3 separate regions of the Sus scrofa genome follow, and regions 1 and 2 are each linked to region 3. A link is a contact called in public HiChIP or PLAC-seq data. All regions are on one chromosome and are shown on one strand. Each heading gives the region's core, a stretch centred on a gene start, on an enhancer-like site or on the middle of the called end of the contact. The rest is flanking DNA. Distances are from core to core; before and after follow the strand shown. Region 1 holds the start of FAM45A (protein FAM45A). Region 2 holds the start of MCMBP (minichromosome maintenance complex binding protein). Region 3 holds the start of RGS10 (regulator of G-protein signaling 10).

Region 1 (4,499 bases), core at 509-3,008, 420 kb before region 3:
CCTGATAATAATTCTCTAAATTTCAAAACATCAAAAGAATTTTTCCAAACTTTGCTAGTTTATTTTGTAGGGTTAAATCTCCATTTCACTCTATTTTCTTTCCTACAAGTTAATCAACATCCTTAAACTTCTTGCCTGTTCTAATAATTGGTTTTTAAAACAATTACACTATTCCACAGAATGTGGCATTATCCTATTCCACAGACTGTTACGTCTCCCCCAAATTGTTACTTCTGGTTAAAATAACAAGCATGTGACAAAGAGATCTCTAGCCCTGACAGATTATCAGTAGTAATAATTGTATACAGACTAAAACTGACCTTTTCATAAGAGGATTTTCAAACTAACAAAATAAGCTCGCAAGCATAAAACTGTGACTGACACGGTATATTCATCTCCAGTACAGATGAGAACCAACCCTTGTTTGAGTAGAGGAAAGGTGAAAATATGAGCAATGGATACACTAACACTTATAAGCCCTAAATAATAATAAAAGTTGTTTAAGACCAGAGGCACGTATATTAGATTTGCACTTCCATAACGTCAACGTAATAAATGCCTCTTGAATAGACCGGCACACACACAAGTTTCCCAAAAGCTCCAGTGGCTTAAGTACACAAACGGAAATAAAAATCGCAAGCAGCAGTGCCATGGTGGGGAAAAAAAGACCGATCTGGAAGTTAAGAAACCTTGGTTTGGTCTCCAAGCTCAACAACTAACTCCCAGAGTGACCTTGGACAAATCTGTCTCTCTAGGCCTCACTTTCGTTATCTTTACGAGAGAACTTGAAGTCTCTCTCATAGTATTAACTCTGTCCCAACTTCTGAGAGTCGAAGTAAGCTGCTGACTGCCAATAATCAATGCCAGAAAACACAGGAAACCAGTTAAATGGGTCAGAGTCCCCGAAGAGGAGACAGTGGCCAGAGGGGAAAGGGACGTGGACCCTGACCCAGAAGAGCGAGGCGCTAGATTGGGGGGGGGGGGGCGCCCGGAGGTGTCAGCGGGAGGGCCGGAGGTGGGACCGCCGGCTCCCGGCCGGACGGGAGGTGGAGTCGAGGTTCTCGCGTGCATTGTCCCCGGGAGGGAGCCATGTTTCCTCCTCCCCGGCACTCCCAGATGGCGGCCGGGGGCGCGGAGCCTCAGCAGAAAGCCCGTGGTCTGGAGGGCAAGCGGAGGCGGGAAGGGAGAAGCTCCGGCCCGGGTAGGCCTGTCCCAGGAGCTGCGGCCCAGACGGCGGCGGGGGGAAGTAGGGTCCCCACAGCGACGGTTCCGGGCTGCGCGCCTCTCACCCCCACGTCGGTTGGAGCGAAAGAGGCAACATGCCCAACCACGGGCTGGGTCGGTGGCGGGCAGGCCGCATCGGCCTCCTGTGCAGCTGCAGGCGGGCAGCAGAGCAGAGAGAAGCAGTCCCCGGCCCCGCGACCTCCCAGGCCTCGGGCCGCCCCAGCCCGGCGCGCCCCGATCCCCTACTCACCGTTGGCGCGTTTGAGGGCATTTTCCGGCCTCTGGAAGTAGGCCGGCATCTTGGCGGCAGGCTCAGCTCACCCGGCGTTAGCGAACTCCTTAGGGGCCCGGGCCGGGAGAGGAGACGAAGGGGAACCAGCGCGAGGCTCCACGCGCCTCGCCAGCAGTCGCCCGCGCCCAGCCGGCCAGAGACGGAAAGGAAGAAGCCACGTGACCCCCGCGCGGCGGCGCCGCCGCCGCCGAGGCCCCGGATGTAGAGGCGGGTCTCCGCGCACGCACCGCCTCTCCCCGCGCGCAGGCGCGTTGGCGTCACGCGTGCCCGCTGACGTGGCGATGGCAGGCGTCCTTGAGTTCCGTCGCCTCTTCGGGACTCCGCTGGGAAACGTTAGGGAGCCGGTTGTCAGGCCTTTCGCTCCTGGAGCGAAAATCGGAGTGGGCAAGGTGAGAGTTGGGTCAGAGCTTCTGGCTGGCGAGAAGGCAGGTGTCTGCATAGAGTCGTCCCTAACTTGATTTATGCAAAGTTTTTCGAAGTTACCGTCAGGTCGCTCTGCCTAGGGAATGGCCTGACTTGGCTGCATTAATTGCCAGATTGGTTCATTTAACAAAAATACGTTGGGCAGATATTAGGCCAGCAATACTTGCCACTGGGAGATTGTGGTGACCTGTCACATGGCAGACTAGCATGAGGAGGGATGTAATAAATAACTAAACAAATAAGCGATCTTATTTCATATCTAGGTAAAATTTTAAAGCTGGTGACACAGAGGTTGCCTGGTCCCTCAGAGAAGGCGAGTTTTGAGCCGAGACCTGAAGGATGGGAATAGACTGTTAACAACAGTCTGACAGGGGACAAAAAGACCTGCAGCAAAACAGACCCTCAAAATATTTGAAAATATATGCGAGTGTTGTTGCCTTTATATTCAGCACATATCGTAAACACATGTAGGAAAAATGAGTGTTAGTGAAAAAAATCCATATATAACAGGCCCTTTGTTACAGTCTTATTATTGATTAATAATTTTAATGTGAAAACATTGTACGTAGAACTTGAAAGCCATTTACACTGAAGCTAACCATTCAAGCCTTGTGTGAAATTAAGATGAGTTCAGAAGAAAAATTCAGAAAGCACCAGTGGAATAAATTGTTGCAAATTTATTACGCATTTTGTAATAATAGATGGGATATGTGAATTGAGAGAGTGCTACATTAAGGAGTGAGGAAACTACAGTACCTGCGCACAGAAAGCATTTCCCCTGCATTCCTTTGCCTCATAAAAAAAGATTGTTCTATTTAACTTTATCACTGTGAAGAAAGAAAATTTCTCTTTTCTTTGTTGGGGCCCTGTGTGCAGTGGCTGCAAACAGCAGCCTGCCAGGTGATGTCTGCAGTTTGTCGCTTGTCTGGGTTGCCCTAGGGGATATAGGAGACAACCCTTTCCAGTGGACATTCATGATAGGCATGCTGTCCCCTATGTAGGCTCCAGACAGGTATGCCCCAGTGCCTTTGCAAAGCCCAGGGCACAGTGGCCAGGGTCCACATTGCTCAAGTTATAATGTCCACCTGCACCAAAGCTGCAGAACAAGGATCCCTATGCAAGGCCAAGTTCAAGTTTGCTGGCCGCCAGAAGAGCCACATCTCCAAGAAGTGGAGATGTACTAAGTATAATGAGGATAAATTTGAAAACATGGTGACAGAAAAGCAGCTTATCCCGGATGGCTTTGTGGTCAAAAGATCCCTAACGGTGGCGCCTGGACAAATGGTGGGCCCTGCACTCATGTCCTCCTTATGCCCATCAATAAACCCTACTTTCCAGAGTTCCCCTTGCGGCCCAGCAGAAATGAATCTGACTAGCATCCATGAGGACGAGGGTTTGATCCCTTGGCCTTAGCTCGGTAGGTTAAGGATCCCACGTTGCCATGAGCTGTGGTGTAGGTCAAAGACAGCAGCTCGGATCCCGTGCTGCTGTGGCTGTTGCATAGGCCAGCAGCTACAGCTCCTATTTGACCCCTAGCCTGGGAACCTCCACATTGCTGCTGGTGTGGTCCTAAAAAGACCAAAAAAAAAAAAAAAAAAAAAATTCCTACTTTCCTGTCAAGAAAAAGAAAAGTTGGGAAATGCAGACATTTAAAAAAATTACAAATTCTGAAAAAAAGTTTATTTTAAAATTAATTTCAGGGGAGTTCCTGTTGTGGCGCAACGGAGATGAATTTGACTGGTAACCATGAGGTTGGGGGTCCAATCCCTAGCCTTGCTCAGCGGGTTGGGGATCCTGCTTGGCTGTGGCTGTGGCTCCGATTCAACCCCTAGCTGGGAACCTCCATATACCACTGGTGTGGCCCTAAAAAGCAAAAAACAAACAAACAAACAAACAAACAAAAAAAACAGAGAATTCTCCCTCCAAAATGCTCAGATCTGTCAATGTCTGTGCTTCTCAAAAAACAATAGCAGGGTTGAGCAATAAGGACTAAGAAGCTGTAGGAACTGTTTTATGGGGCAGGATCAAGAGACTTGTTTGTGTATATAATAATTAAGTCAAAATTTAAAAGCTAAACATAAGAGCAAATATAGCTTTTAAATGCTATAGCTAGAAAATTACCCAGTAGGCCATAGAGACACGTTAACAGAATAAAATAAAAGGAAACCTGCCCTGAGTATCTTTCTGCTTCCCAACCAGAAAGCTTTCTTACCTTTCCATTGTTATAGCTCAAAGAAAATGGTAAAATGATTATTATAACTCAATTATTTGGTAGACCTGAAAGAATAAAAATACTAGAATATTCGGAGGTAAAATGAAATTCAGTATTTCTACATCTTCATTCTTTTTTCTTTGAAGTTATTTAATAAGTACAGTTGACCCTCTACACCCATGGGGTTCCGCATCCACAGATTCAACCAAACATGAATTGAAAATATTTGGAAAAAAATTCCAGAAATTCCCAAAAAGCAAAACTTGAATTTGTTGCTGGCAACTATTTACATAGATTTACATTGCATTCAGTATTACAAGTAATCTAAAGGTAAAGTATACAGGCAGA
Region 2 (4,352 bases), core at 663-3,162, 320 kb after region 3:
GAACTCCACAAAAACTTACTTTTGAAAGACATTTCCGAATAAGTACCCATGAGTCTGCATCCTCTTAAGCCAATTGCGCAATTTTTTTTTTTTTTTTTTTTTTTTGGCTTTTTTAGGGCCACACCTGCAGCATATGGAAGTTCCCAGGCTAGGGGTTGAATAGGAGCTGCAGCTCCATGCCTACATCACAGCCATGCCAGATCTGAGCTGTGTCGGTGACCTATACCACAGCTCTCACTGAATCCTGGACCCACTGAGCAAGGCCAGGGATCAAACCCACATCCTCATGGATACTAGTTGGATTCGTTTCCACTTCACCACAATGGATACTCCCTGCAATTTAATCTTTACTCCACATTCTGGGCCATTATTTTGGAAATCAATGATAAGTTCCCATACTCATTATAAACAACAATTACCAGTATATAGTAGAGATAAATGCCCCTTCCTCAAAAGCACCCTTGATGGATATACACTGTTGTTGTTTTTTAATTTAAGCTACATACAGATTTAATTTCTTCTTTATCAGATTGTCACTCCTCATTAGCTACAATCCAGATGCCAACCCAGGCCTTCTAATTTGCTGCCTCTAGCTTCTGCCTAGGAAACCAGATAGCTATACTAGTTCAAGCTATAAGGAAAATGAATAAAGAATTGCTGAGTGAGTCTTTCCCACAAGGAATACATACATTTTCTGCCTTCAGTTTCGGCTGCTGGAAACAATTTAGCTTCTTAATAGGCATTCTCATTAATATCCCACGATGCCTTAAGTGATGAAGGCCACTCTACCTACAACTTTGTTACCTCCTGACAAGTCAGGTGTTCTGATCTAACAGTGATTGCTGGCTGGGTTTGCCTCCACCCCTCCTAAGTGCAAAAGACATGGAAAGTAGGGCCAAAATGCCCAGGTAACGGCAAACAAACCTAAATTTTCCTTAGTGGACCCTAGCAGAAGAGTGGCATTGACGATAATTCCAACTAAAATTTACTAAGCCTGTCTGCAACATTCTGAGCTCTTTCTATGTAGGAACGCATTTAAGGAGTTCAACATTTCTTACTAGCTCTGGCACAAGGAGGAGATGGAGACCAAGCGGTTTTAAAGGCATCCCAAAAGAAAAATGAAGCTATTACACTAAATCTTATCTCGAAACGCGAGGATGTGTGTAATACAGGAGTTGGAGCCAACTTCTGCTGCGAGCGAGCGAGCGAGCACTCCCCCGACACACCGGAAGTTTTGAAATACCCCGCAGGCTTCCCATAGGCAAAGTGCTTTTCCTTCACCCCATCTCTGCGAGCCCTCCCCAAGGTTCAAGGACCCGTCCGAGTTTTGCCGCCGGGCTAGGGCCCCAGCAGTGCCACCAAGGGAAGCCGGGCCGTCAATCACGGCCGGCCGCCAGCTCCTCGCCGCGTAACCTTGGCCGCTCGCGAACCGCGAATCGGGCAGGTGGGAGGCACCTGCGGCCCGGCCCGGGAAGCCGCGGCCCGCGGTCCGGGGTGTCTAAGGCGGACCGGCGCAGGCCCGGCTGACCGTCTCGGCCGCGCGAGCCCTCGAGGTGGCCCCGCGTGGGGCCGCGCAGCGGGGCCGGGCCCGGGGCTCGGTCAACTCGGCGGCCCGCCCGGCCCGCCCCCGGGGCCGCCACTCACCGAAGAAGCCCTGCACGATCCCCAGCGGGTGGCTGAGCCAATCCTCCCCACAGGGCATCTCGCCGACGGGCCGGAGCCGGCGCGGCCCGGCGTCCCGCGCCGCGGCTCCTCCTCGGGGGCTCGGCCGCTCCTCGCCCGCGCCCTCCCACGCAGGGTGAGCCTCGCGGCACCGGCCGCTCGGCCTCCCGGCGCCTCAGAGAACAGCGGCTGTGGCAGCAGCAGCCGAGGAGCTGCCGGCTACTGGCAGGCGCCGCGTGCGGAGCCCCCAGCCTCCACTTCGCACAATGGCGGGAAATAGGCGCCGCCGACCGCGCTGCCTGCGACCTGGGTGGAGCTCGCGCGGGGAGGGGCGGCGGGAGCGCGCTGCGCGGCCCCGGGCGGGAAGGCGGGGCCGGCCTACTGGGCGGGGGGCCGGCCGGCCCGGGGCGGGGCCGCGGCGGCGGAGCGGTCGCCATCTTGGAGACGGGCGAAAGGAAGGGCAGGCGCGGCCTCCGGAGCTCCGACCCTGGCGTCGGGGGCTGAAGGCGAGTGGTGCTGGGTGTCTCTCGCTGCCAGCTCGAAGGGGGAGACTCCCGAAGTCCGGTTCGTTTTTCATGATGCGAGGCCTTGCACGGTTTGGAGGCTGTAGCAGTCCAAAAGCACAAACCCAAAGAGACTTCAAAGTTATCTCTGGGCAAAATTAGAGGATAAAGCAGCCTTTCGTGTCTGCCCACCTTCCTCTAATTGCCTTTCTTTTTTTTTTTTTTTTCTGATGGCAACTCTCTTTCGTTCCCTGCCCAAAACCCTATGCAGTGACTTGCCCTCAGATGAAGTCTCAGCCCCCCAGGCAGGTGTGTGTTTAGATAGGGGAATTTGAAAGTCTGCAAGCTCCCTTTGCTGCCATCTCAGGCCTTGTAGAGGGACTAGGTCCTAAGTGAGAGGCAAGTTCATAACTGTGAAAATATACCCTGCCTAGAAGCTGGAAAGTGCGCTTTGGGGAGGTTCCTGCAGAATGTGTCAGGATACCCTCAGACAGTGGTAGCACACACAAGATAAGTCAACAGTAACCTTCGAATGAGGAAATTTGGAAATACCCAAGTTCTGTAGTGAAATAGTTTCCCCTAGGCCTGGAATAGGTCTGAGAAAACCCTGCTCATCAGCTGAAAACAGGTCGTGTTAAGAGAGGAAGGATCTGAATGGAGCCCAGAAAGCGGGCAGCTGGAGAACTGAGCTCAGATCTCAAGACCTCTTAGGGGCCAAAGGGGGTGTTTTTATTTGTCATCTTCAACTATTTATTCTCCCCATTGGTGGGGTGGGGGTTGGGGAGGTCAAGGTTGGTTGAATTGAGGATGCGGAATTTGCAAATACAGGGGGCAGAGTACTTTTTTTTTAAACAGCTGCACCTTTATGAAAGTTCCCAGTCTAGGGGTTGAGTCCGAGCTGCAGCTGCTGCCTATGCCGCAGCAGCACCGGATCCGAGCTACTTGTTTGACCCACGCTGTAGCTTGCAGCAATGTCCCATCCATCCTTAACCGCTGAGTGAGGGCTTGGAGCAAACCCACATCCTCACAGAGACAATGTTTGGTCCTTAACCCACCAAGCCATAAAGAGAACTTTTTTTTCTTTCTTTCTTTTTTTTTTCCAATTGTCTGGCTGCACCTGGGGCATATGGAAGCGCCCAGACCAGGAATTGCATCTGAGCCACAGCTGCAACCTACATTGCAGCATCCCTGGATACTTTAGTTCTTTAAACGACTGTGCTGGGCTGGGGATCAAACCCATGCCTCCACAGCCACCTGAGCTGCTACCCACTGCACCACAGCGGGAACTCCCAGAACATTCGTTTTATATAATGGACTTGAGCATCTGCAGATACCCGTGGGGTCCTGGAACCAACTCACCCCAACGGACACCAAGGGATGATGGTAATAGGCTTACTGTATTATATACATCTGGCTCTTGTGAGTTTGTGTGAGCTGAGAAAATGGTTTAAAATCTGGCATTACCACCATTTCACTCATTCATTCCTTTAGCAGAGACAATTGCCAGGACCTTGGTGTTAAATGGAAAAACCCCCTAGTTTAGCTTCCTGGCCAGAAATATGCAAATTAAATGCATGTCATGCTTTTAATTATAACCATTTCAGACTGACTTTATATGAAATGGCAGCTGAATACCAATTCAGCAGTGGCTAGGAACACTTCAGCTTTTGGTGTCTCCTTCTGTATTTAGTAATTTATAAACAACAATTGCTCAGATTTTACTTAGACAACTGTGATCCTGCCAAAGCGCAATTACCTTATAATGTGAATAATTTTACCCTCTAATTTTCCCATGACAAGATGTTTTGGTACTACATAAGCAGTTATGATCAAAATTTTAAAGGCCCGGAGTTCCCGTTGTGGCACAGTGGAAACAAACCTGACTAGTATCCATGAGGATGCAGGTTTGATCCCTGGCCTCACTCACCAGGATAAGGATCTGGCATTGCTGTGGCTGTGGTGTAGGCTGACTGACAGCTGCAGCTCTGATTTGATCCCTTGCCAAGGAACTCCATATGCTGCAGGTGTGGCCCTAAAAAGAAAAAAAAAAAAAATTTTAAAGGCCACGAGTAGGTCCATGAGAATATATCACCATGGCAAGACTTTTTTTCCCATCACTGATAATCACATTTCTGTCCCCACCCCAAGTATTTTTTTTTTTTTTGCCATGGCTGCGGCATGCAGAAG
Region 3 (4,258 bases), core at 1,520-4,019:
CACGCTCCACCTTTCTCAGTGCTGGGTGGTGATGACCAAACTGGCAAGGGGTTATTTGTCCTTTCTCATCAGGGGACAAACTTTAAACCTAAAAATCGTTAACAACATCAGGCTCTTGGAAGCCAGGCATTCATTACCAATCCATGATATTTAGCTACCGATCTTTCTATCACAACCTAATCACATTTCGTCAGCCTTAAAATGTGTTACCCTGAAAGCAGTACACTCCACTGAAACAGCCCCAGTCTTTCTGGCGTACAACATGCGCCCATGCACCCCCAAACCATGCATATCCCATAATTCAGTTGATTTGTTTGGAAGACTTCAACTCAAAAGCCACCTGTGCAGTGATGTTCACAGAAGCTCTATTTATAATAAAAATGGAAAAGATAACAACTAATCATTACTCAGTAATGCCAGACACTGTACTAAAAACTTCATATACATGCTTTTCTGTGTTTTATCCCATCACTCTATGAAACAGTTTAAAGACGGTAAAACTGACGCAGAGGTGTGCTGGTGAACCAGCTCTCCTGGGCAGCGGAGTGGGGGAACCTTGATTTTTAGCATCTGCTGATTTTTGTGGTGTAAATAGCCACCGACAGCCAACTTCAAGCTACCTATGGTTTAGCAACCAGCTCCCAAATTTCCTGATGATGTAGCAATTGGTTCAGAGGTCAAGTAACTTGCCCCCAAGTTCACTGAATGATAGTCAGTGTGGGAAGCAGGAGTTTTTCAGAGTCCAGACTCTGACCATCACTCCATAGGCCTGTAAATATCCAACCATAGGGAGTAGCTGATACGAAGACCCACATGGATACTTTGACTCACAGGCAACACAGAAATGTTTACATGACCACTAAGACTAAATATAAGCAATTTACAATAACCCTATGAAATCCTATTTTATTAGGGTGGAAACCCTACTTTATTAGGGTTCTAAATATTAAGTGCAATAACATGCATCATTTGATAGATGGGAAACCAGCTGTAACTGTTTAAAGAGGGATCTTTTATTCCCATTTTGCGGATCCTTATTTGCACAGGGAGGCTCCATAGCTAGTAAGTGGTGGAGGTGGGATTTGGATCCACCCAACTTAGCTTCCATCCTTTCTCTTAACCACTGTGTGTCTCATAAAATATGATATTCAGTGGGACAAAAATTCATGAGCCAACATGTACACACTGAGTATATACAGAAGCAACTCCTGGGGTGGAAGGCAACAGAAAAACCTCTCACCTCCAGAGTGGGGCCAAGCTGGGTTTGAAAGAGTCTCTATCACTTCCTAAGTGTGACTTGGGACAAGTTACCTAACAGCTCCTGGCTTCCCTTCGTTCCCTTCTCCATAAAGGGGCGAGAACAGTACCTATCTCACTGGGTTGCCCTTAAGAGTGAAGAGAGAATTCACCGAGAGCCGAGTGAACACAGAGAGTGGTCCCCATTAAGCGCTCAAAAGGGCGTAGCTGTTATCATGAACAAAAAGGGTAAGATGGTTGGAATCAAGGGCATGGTTTCATCATCACCGTGGGTTCTTTGTCCTGTCGAATCGCTCCAAATTGTCCTCGGGCTGGACCAGAGTGACCGCCAAGCCGAACCCTTTGCAAAGTCGGCTCTTGCCTGGGCGCGAACTGCAAATGCTGGACCAGAGGGATGGCCAAGCCGAAGTCTTTGCAATGTCGGCCCCTTGCCTGGGCGCGAACGCCCTTCACCTGGCGTTCACCCTTTCTTCACCCCACATTTCGGCTCCGCAGCCCAGAACAGAAGGCGCTCGGCAGCCCCAGCCCGGATGCCCGGGGTCCAGGCGTGCCTTCCTCAGGCACTGCACAGGCATCATTCACACCAACGCCTGCAGCAGAGACAGAGAACTCAAGAAAAATGGGGGGGCGGGGGCGGTGACGGTCTGCTTTCAGAATCTAGATCCCATACTACCTTCAAAGTTTGGGGGTGTTCTGGATCTCATTTTTCTCCCCGATCTTCACTAAAAAGAAAAGTGCTGCTGTTCCTCTTTTTAGACAAACTTCCTCCCCGGCGCACCTCTCGCGGCTCTGTGCTCCCGCCGCGGCTGGAACCGCAAAGACGCTGGACGGAGCTGGGAGAAGATGCCGCGCCCGGGCGGGAGGAAAGGATGCCCTGGACCGGCATCGCCGGCTCGAGCGGCTCATTGCTGCCCCTGGGGGCACCCCAGTCCCCCACCCATGGAGCCCCTTACCTGACGGCGGCCGCTTCCTGCTCAGCCGGCTCACAGCGCGGTTAAACATCGCTGCGACACCCCGGGGAGGAAGGAGGAGCAGCCGGGCGGCGCGGGCGGTTGAGCTGGGGAAGGCGAAGAGCAGGAGGAGGCCGAGGAGGAGGAGGAGGAGCCGGCTCAGGACCGCCCCGGAGCGCGCGCCCCCGCCCCACCGCCCTCCGCCCGGCCAGGCGCCGCGTGGCGCGCTCCTTGCGCCCTGCCCACCCCAGCTGAGGCCTCGCGGTCCAGCCCCGGGGTGCCTGGGCGGGCAGGGCGCGCACGGGTGACTCCCAAACACCAGAATCCGGCTCAGCGCCCGGGATGGTGCGCACGAGCGCAGGAGGAGTTTGCGCCGCCTAGGACTTAGGAACCCTGCCCAGGCGGTTCGCGCGTCCCAGGGACCCCTCGCTGCCCCGCGGGGCTGGCCAGAGAAGACGCCCGCAGTCCCGCCCTGCCCGGCCCCCAGCCGTCTCCCTGCAGCCACGAGAACCGGGAGCGGCACCGCGGGAGCACAGTGCTTCTTTGACTCCCTGCACTTTGGCGGGGAGGCAGGCCGGGGTCACATCCCGGCTCAGAGACCGGGAAGCCGAGGCCTTGAAGTGCTGCAAAACCTAGGCGTGGCCAACGGCCTTCTTCTTGTCCCGGTGATCTAGGATCCTTGCTCCCCAGGCTTGCCTGTCCCGCGACTCCGTGGGCACTGAGCCATCCCACCGCCACGAGAGCTAGTGCGGCGTCGCTGCCGAAACCCGGGCGGCGGTGTCCACCTGCAGAGCGAGCAGAGCTGCTGCGGGTGGGCGCGCCCTCTTCCAGGTGGGCTGCGTGGGTGCCGAAACTTGGGCGCTAGAGCCCTGGTCTCGAGGGAATTCTATAGGAACCCCTTAACGTTCCAGCCCAGAGCGATGCCTCTGCCCCGCACACCAGCTGACTGGAGGGAATAAGTTTAGGGACACGTGGCTCATCTTCCCGGAGGGCCTTTGAGCTCAACGCCCGGAATACGAACCACTAGGGTCCGCGCTGCGCCCTACTTCTGATTTCTCCTCTGTCACCAGTCACCTGCTCAGCGCCACCAGTTCTACTCGAATCTATTCTCATTTCTTCTGCGAAACAGACCAAGAGGGGGTGTCATTAGCCCCATTTTCTTGAGGATTTGGTTTGTGAGAAATTCTTTCGGGCGAGTCCTATTTTTCCCCTTGTGTATCTGGCTTTGTCTCTAAATTGGTCTTTATTTTTAGCTGTACTAATTGCTATTTTTCTCAACCGTTATACCCAGTCTCGATCCCCCTCCACCCATCCTTTCTCAGTATTTTCCCTAGTTGGCACTTTCTTTTATATCTGCTATTCTGAGCTTCCCATTCGCCAATTTTTCCTCCTCCCTTTACCCACCCCTTCAGTCCCAACCCCACCCGGCCCATTCCTGGCCTTCTGTGGTTGCCTCTCATTTCTCTCCCTACCTCCCCTTCCCCTCTCAAAGTATGCCTTTCCTCAGAGTATTTCTAACCCCCCCCACCCTGCGCCCCCTCTGCTGCATAGAGAGGCTTTTCTTACTCCTGAAGGGGGGGTGTGTGTGTGGGGGGGGTGCTTTCAGCTGCAACTCCAGGAGACCACTGTGGTCAGGAAAGTAAAACCCAGCTGCGAAGTTCAATTTTAAAAGCTTCTCTTGTTGTTGGGCTCCTCTGGGGCTGGGCTCCTGCTAGCTTCCTCTCATTGTAATGGGACTGAACGGGTGATGCTTAAAACTATAGGCTGCAGGTTCATCCATTGTAAAGGAAGGACCTTTCAACTCTGCAGAGTCTTGGATCCAGATGAGGTCGCTGCAGTTTCATTGCAATAACCAGGGACTTTGTGCAGCACACTTCCCCAGAAAACGTCTCCAGAGACCAAATTACAAGTAATCTTAACACAGGAAATAAGGACACTGGCACGATGGGTAAAAGTCAGGCACAGCTGAATGTTGCTAGGTCCACCCCGTGTCCTGATAAAACCGGGCATCGCCTAGGACATGCTTATGAATCTGTCCTGAGCTGAAGGGG

What was found. HiChIP or PLAC-seq counts read pairs in DNA pulled down with a chosen protein or histone mark.
Region 1: an H3K27ac HiChIP or PLAC-seq map of alveolar macrophages shows a contact between it and region 3. The contact joins the promoter of FAM45A here to the promoter of RGS10 in region 3. A contact is called at or near these places in 1 of 5 promoter capture datasets (fetal liver) and 1 of 2 datasets of contacts at active chromatin or transcription factors (alveolar macrophages).
Region 2: an H3K27ac HiChIP or PLAC-seq map of alveolar macrophages shows a contact between it and region 3. The contact joins the promoter of MCMBP here to the promoter of RGS10 in region 3. A contact is called at or near these places in 2 of 2 datasets of contacts at active chromatin or transcription factors (alveolar macrophages and skeletal muscle).

The regions. Positions count from the first base shown.
Region 1 is chr14:129,005,451-129,009,949 of Sscrofa11.1, forward strand. It overlaps FAM45A (protein FAM45A), which reads left to right and starts at 1,759. Exons shown (of 9, transcript XM_013983795.2): 1 at 1,759-1,905. It overlaps EIF3A (eukaryotic translation initiation factor 3 subunit A), which reads right to left and starts at 1,718. Exons shown (of 22, transcript XM_001928342.6): 1 at 1,475-1,718. The coding sequence starts at 1,523.
Region 2 is chr14:129,740,293-129,744,644 of Sscrofa11.1, forward strand. MCMBP (minichromosome maintenance complex binding protein) reads right to left here and starts at 1,913. Exons shown (of 16, transcript NM_001243591.1): 1 at 1,645-1,913. The coding sequence starts at 1,702.
Region 3 is chr14:129,421,381-129,425,638 of Sscrofa11.1, forward strand. RGS10 (regulator of G-protein signaling 10) reads right to left here and starts at 2,770. Exons shown (of 5, transcript XM_001927416.4): 1 at 2,211-2,770. The coding sequence starts at 2,259.